Regions from separate parts of the Gossypium hirsutum genome. Here region 2 is linked to region 1. The links are chromatin contacts, called in public Hi-C maps. All regions are on one chromosome and are shown on one strand. The core of a region is the stretch at or near the end of the contact, and the rest is flanking DNA. Distances in the headings are between cores, read along the strand shown.

Region 1 (3,101 bases), core at 164-2,663:
AAGGCAGAAATCAGGGTAAAAAACAACTACACAATGCAAATCATGAGCCAATTTGGAAATAGAAATAAGATTATAGTGAAATGTGGGTACACAAAGAACATCAGTAAGGGTAATAGTAGGAGATAAAGCAAAAGAACCAAAATGAGTGATAGAAGAGTGTCTACCATTGGAAAGCTGAACAAAACGAGGGTTAAGAGGGTAAGCAATAGGCAAATGCAAACTCTTCGAATCAAAAAATATATGATTAGCTGTACCAGTGTCTAAGATCCAGGAAAATTTACGGTCAACTGAAAAAGGTGTAGAAGGTATACCTGCACAATTCACAGCAGGTGCAGTAGTAGCTTGACTCTTATTCAGCAAGTCCAGGATCTGTGAATACTGTTGAGGAATGAAGGTAGGGGCACTCTGAGGATTAAGTGAAGAGTCATTAGAGGAAACAGCAACAGCAATTGAAGAAGCCTTCTTCCGATTGAATTTAAAATTAGGTGGGAATCCAATTAGGCGGTAACATGACTCCTTTTTATGCCCCTTCAACTTGCAAAAATCATAGGTACTAGTGAATTTCTTACGGTTGCCAGATGCAGTGGAAGATAAAGCCACAGGATCGAGAACATGCGACAAAACAGAGGAAAAACTCCTTTGAGTTCTTCTTGGACAATCATGGAATATGCCCGATTTACCAAGGGTAAAGGCTGCATTAAGAGGATCTGGCTTCGAACTGCAGCATAGGTCTCATTGAGACCCATCAAAAATTGAAATAACCGCTACTGATGAATGTGACTCTAATTTTGATGGGCAACCTCACATGCACAATCGGAAAAAGAGACAAGAGTAGTGTATTCATCCCAAAGCAACTTTAATTGCGTGAAATAAGAGAAAACAGTAGCATCACCTTGAGTAAGATGAGCAATTAATCGGTGGAGAAAGAAAATATGGGAACCATCCACTTTGCTAAACCGATCCTTGAGATCCTTCCAAATCGCAGCAGAATCAGAAGCAAAGACGAGCCCCGCAGACAAATTCGGACTAAGCAAAGACGAGCCCCGCAGACAAATTCGGACTAACAGTGTTGAGAAGCCAGGAAAGCACGAAGGCAATACACTGATCCTATTGAGCATGTAGAGAGTCAGGATAAGCCGAACGAAGGCAAACACCATCAACGAAGCCGAGTTTGTTCTTCGCTAGCAAAGCAATTTGTAGCGAACAACTCCAGATAGTATAATTCTCAACGTCGGTCAAACGATAAGAAACAAGGAGTATTCTCGGTGTATCGGAAGGATGAATAAACAAAGGATGATGAAAATCAATATCATCCATGAAAAAGCTATCAAAGAAGCACGATAATAGAAAAAAATGGGAAAAAAAATGAAGATTTGTGCCCTAGACGAAGTACGAGCAATGAAAACGGGTACTAGCCCAAAAAAAATGAGGCCCAAACCACTTAGAGAAAAAAAAGCTCAAATGATACCATGTTAAAAATGTATCTGCATATTCCACTTTCATAAAGTTACAACTATTAATGTATTTATACAACTCAAGCATAACTAATTCATAAAAGAAAACTAACTATACTAACTATTTCAACAGCCTATAATTCTTTCTACATTTTACTCTTTCATTTAATTTTTTATTTTTTTTAATTCTTAAATTTACATTGTTTGTCATATCACCAAAAATAGATTGTTAACTTTACCGCTGTTTAAAAATTATAAAAATTAATTTAAAAATAAAAATTATCTTTTAATTTTAAAAATAAAAAATAATTAATTGCTAACATGACTATATCACATCTGTAAAAATAACAAATATTAACTTTGAAGTGCTTTAATAAATAATACAAATTTAAAAAGTAAAAAATAAAATGATTCTTCTATAAAATTGGAGACCAAAATTTGGTCACAGCTTCATTTATTTGATTTTCCTTTAATTTTAATTGCTATCTTGTTTGCTAAATTTTAAAATAGGATTTTAATCTTTATCTTTTAAGTCCCCATTAATCTTTACTTTGCTTATTTTTATTTAAGAAATAAAGTTATTACCTTTTTTTGTTAATATGATTTTATTCACTATTATTTATTAAATTTTTAATTTTTTTAATAGAGGCTTTTTTAGGTCTTTACAATCATACAATATTTTTACAATGTTATTAGTTTTCCAAATTTTTTTTACTTATAAATAATTTGAATACCCTTATATTATACTGGGACTTGAAATTTAATATTATTATATCTTTCAATTAAAATATCGATGTTAATTTTTTCAAAGACATTACAACAAAATTTATTTTATCATAGTATGAAATGATATACAAAAAATCCTAATCAATATTTTTACTATTATTTTCCTGGTATTCTTTATGCCCGTTATATTTGGAGTTTATAATTATTTATTTCAACAATGTCAATTTTAAAATTTGAGTCTAAATTTTCTATTGAAAATGTAATGTGTCTTCACCATTATTTTTAATGTAACATTTTTTTTAATTTTTAAAGGTAACACCAATAAATTTAATAGAAAATTTTTAAACACATAACAATTAAATCTAAACTTTAAAATTTTAAAAATAGAAAACTGCATTCCTAAAATAAAAATAAAAATAAATTCTAAATAATAAAATTGAGATGTAGGCACGTGAGAGCAACAGGTGTTTGCATGGCCAACCCAACGTGTCAGCCATGAGAGAACCAACATTTCGGTTCTTTTGCCTTCCCATTTCCTTGATATCGAATATTCAAAAGCCATAGCCTTTTAATTTCTTTTTCATTTTCTTTTTGATGATCAAAGCAAAACAGCAAGATAATTAAGAAGTTGAAGAAGATAATGATGGAGAGGAAGCATCTTTCTTCTATCGCCAACCATGTCCTTCAACGAAGCGCAGAGTAAGATATATACTTCTTTTCTTAAATAATATGTTTTTCAATAGTGTTATCACTCTAGTTTTATTCTTTCGTTGTGATATGGGATCTCTTTGGAGATTAAAAAATCAATGAGAAAACATGAAATTCAAGATCAAACAAGATTAAATTTCAAAGCTTACGGGCATATGTATATATTTTCTCGGAAGTTGGTTTTCATATTTTTTTCTTGTTGTACGTATCTGA
Region 2 (3,101 bases), core at 189-2,688, 540 kb before region 1:
TTCTCAATTCATAGTAATTATACATTTCAATATCAATTTCACAATAGTCACAAATCATCGTAGTCTCAATTCAGTATCAATATAATAACAAATAATACTCAATTCAATTCCATTTTATTCAATTCAACACCACAATTATCCAATATTCAAATTCATATTAATCACAATTTCACATACATTCAATTCAATATCAAAACACTAATACTTACCTTAATATCTTTTCATACACATATAATCAAAATTCAACAATTAATAATTAAATTCGGATTATAGAAATACAAACCGTATTTTTTTGAGTCACTCGTTGTTGACTTTCTCTTTTCCCTTTTTAGCCAATGTTTCCGGTTCAACGTTAGCTATTAAGCTTTAAACCTTGAAACCCCTATTTCCCATTTCTTTCTTTCTTTTCTTTCTTCTCCCCTGTTTTTGGTTTGGCTATTCTATTTCTTTTCTAACTTTGTTTCTTTATTTCTTTATTTAATTTATGTTTTATTAGATTATATTATATTAACTAAATAATTATTTCTTAAATTAAAAGTAAATACATATATTTATTACAAATGTATATGTATATTATTTAATACATATGTATTTTATTTTTACCACACACTTGGCACTTATGGCTTAATTGCTAATTTAGTCCCTCATCTTTTCTTTATTCTACAATTAAACTTTCACGTTTTATTCAATTTAATCCTTACACTAAATTAACCTTAATTCAAGCTAATTTGCCTAGCCAAAACCTAATTAACCTCACAATTAACTTCGTAAATATTTTTAATACATATTTATGAACCCGTTTTACTAGAACAATGACTCGAAAATGCACTTTTCCAATAATCGTAAATTTCAGGTCTTACACCCATGGTAATAATAATTTCAAAATTACAATGCTTTCAATTCTATTAATATATGTGTTTTGTTGATTGTTATTGCAACCAGTTCGACATGAACTTGATTCAAGTGAAGTAATTGATATCTCAAAACTGGATATTGACAAGTCTTCAGTAATTAACCTTCAGGCTGCTTAAATAACAAGAACTGTGTTTTTTAAATGAACTTTGATGAGGATGAAGATTTTTGAAGAATGAAGATCTTCATTTTGGTGGCCTTTGATAGAAGCTCTCGACAATGGTGGATAGAGTTATAAAAGGAAGAAAAATAATAAGAAAAAAATTTAAAAATATATATTTAAATTATGTGATAATAACATGAAAGCCACGTCACCATTTGATGGGCCAGCTATGTATTTGTCCAACACTTAATGGCTGCTAATGGAAAGTGACCAAATTGTTATTAATTGATAACGCCTGTGACCTACTTGTTAGAATTGAAACATTGATGACCAAGACGTAAACTTAAACAAAGATATAGGATTATTTTTGTAGTTTAACCTAAATATAATATAGGGTACAAGTTTTTTTTTGCCACCAGAGTACAGCGTTTAGTAACCCTACATTTTTGTTCATTTATTTTGAACCGTCTTTCCTCTTTCTTCTATCATCTTCCTCCTACCATCGTCCCTCTTCTCTGTCTCGTCTCCGTAAATCAGTTTTGTTTTCTTCTCTTCTCATCTCAGTTTGCATTCACCGCCGTGTCCGCTAGTTTATGCTGGATCTGACCCGTATCCTGTGTCGGAATCCGTGTCGGGTAGTGTCGACACAGGTCCTGCACCCAGATTGCCGAGTCCTGGTAACGAAGGTGAGAACAATTAGGAAAAAAATTGTAGGACAACTAAGGTCACTCTCTGTTATATGATGTTAATTCTATGATTACAGAAATCACTGAGGATGAAGAGAAAAGCAGGGAATTTAAAGTCGAAAAAGGGGAACAAAATAAAGAATTCACGAATGCAGCTTGTTAAAGAAAATGATATTGTTCAACGAGTTAGTGAATTGAAGTCTGAGGAAGATCATGATGCTAATGAATCTAAGATAGCTAAAGCGAAGAAGGATTTGAAAAGAACATCGAAAACCAAGTTCGAGGAGTATCTTGAAATGGAGATGCCAAATTCGGACATGCTTGCACAAGAGGACTTGGAATTGGAGAAGAAACTTGCTAAGAAACTTAAGGTGAAGGGTGGTAAATTAAGGGGAGATGATGATGGGCTTAATATTTTATTTGAAGGATTTTCTGATGAGGAAGCTGTGAACCATTCTTTAAGTAAGAAACGAAAAAAGAAAAAGTCAGTGCAGCAGGCTATCAAAGATGATATTGGAGATGACTCAACTAATGAAGCTTCCGAAGGGGAGGAGTATTCAGAGACAACAGTGGAAGAAATTCCTGTGAAGGCACCTTCACAAAAGAGGCGTAAGAAGAGGAAGTCTTTGCTGCAAGGACAAGAAAGTGACATTGTGGGTGAAACTGCCCTTTCTGTTACCCCGCATTCTGAATGCCACAATGCAGAGGTAGCGTCAGGTGAAATTTCAACTAAGGCTCTTGGAATGGAGAGCAGCGGGAAATATGTTGCTCCTCACTTGAGATCCCAGACAAAGAATGAATCAGAGGAGCAGACTCGAATGCGCAGACGTGTACGAGGTATGGATATTCACTTTTAATGAACTTTAGTAAGTTCACTTCTCGTTTTTGGAATTTGACATGCCACTTATTTTTCTCTATGTTCCAGGTCTTCTTAATAGGCTTTCTGAATCTAACGTGGAATCAATTACAGGAGAAATGGCCTCAATTTTTCGTGTATGCTGCTATGCTGTCTATAGCTTTTTGTTTCAATAGACTTCATATCAAGCCTTCTGAATCTTACTGCAATTGATTTAAGCTATATATGCACTCTCACTCTGAGTAAATATAATTGGTTGTTATATTAATCTTTTCTAGCATAAGTGCATAAAACTGGTACAGTTGTTTCCAACTAGGTTAATACAGGGGCTGTGGTTTTACTGAAACTGCATTTACGAGTTTGTTGGTTAATTTAAGGAAGTTAATATAATACCAAAACAACTTCCATTCTTGTGATAGGTTTTCAAAGAAATTAGCATGCGGTTGCCTATGCAGTATCCTCTGCTTTTACATTTGGAAATTAAAAGGTATAATGTTAACTATATAATTTTACTCTTTGACAGTCTGTTAGTCGCAGTGTTAGC

The links. A called contact is a pair of places that touch in the nucleus more often than the background predicts.
Region 2: a Hi-C map of leaf shows a contact between it and region 1, with 1.7 times the contacts expected there. The contact joins the promoter of LOC107891753 here to the promoter of LOC121209842 in region 1. A contact is called at or near these places in 4 of 34 Hi-C or Micro-C datasets (callus and leaf).

Annotation. Positions count from the first base shown.
Region 1 is chrA11:93,611,258-93,614,358 of Gossypium_hirsutum_v2.1, reverse strand. It overlaps LOC121209842, which reads right to left and starts at 1,413. Exons shown (of 4, transcript XM_041081560.1): 1 at 570-1,413; 2 at 312-405. The coding sequence starts at 746. LOC121209841 reads left to right here and starts at 2,739. Exons shown (of 10, transcript XM_041081558.1): 1 at 2,739-2,879. The coding sequence starts at 2,821.
Region 2 is chrA11:94,152,051-94,155,151 of Gossypium_hirsutum_v2.1, reverse strand. It overlaps LOC107891753 (nucleolar MIF4G domain-containing protein 1), which reads left to right and starts at 1,438. Exons shown (of 12, transcript XM_016816643.2): 1 at 1,438-1,701; 2 at 1,779-2,538; 3 at 2,627-2,694; 4 at 3,081-3,101. The coding sequence starts at 1,609.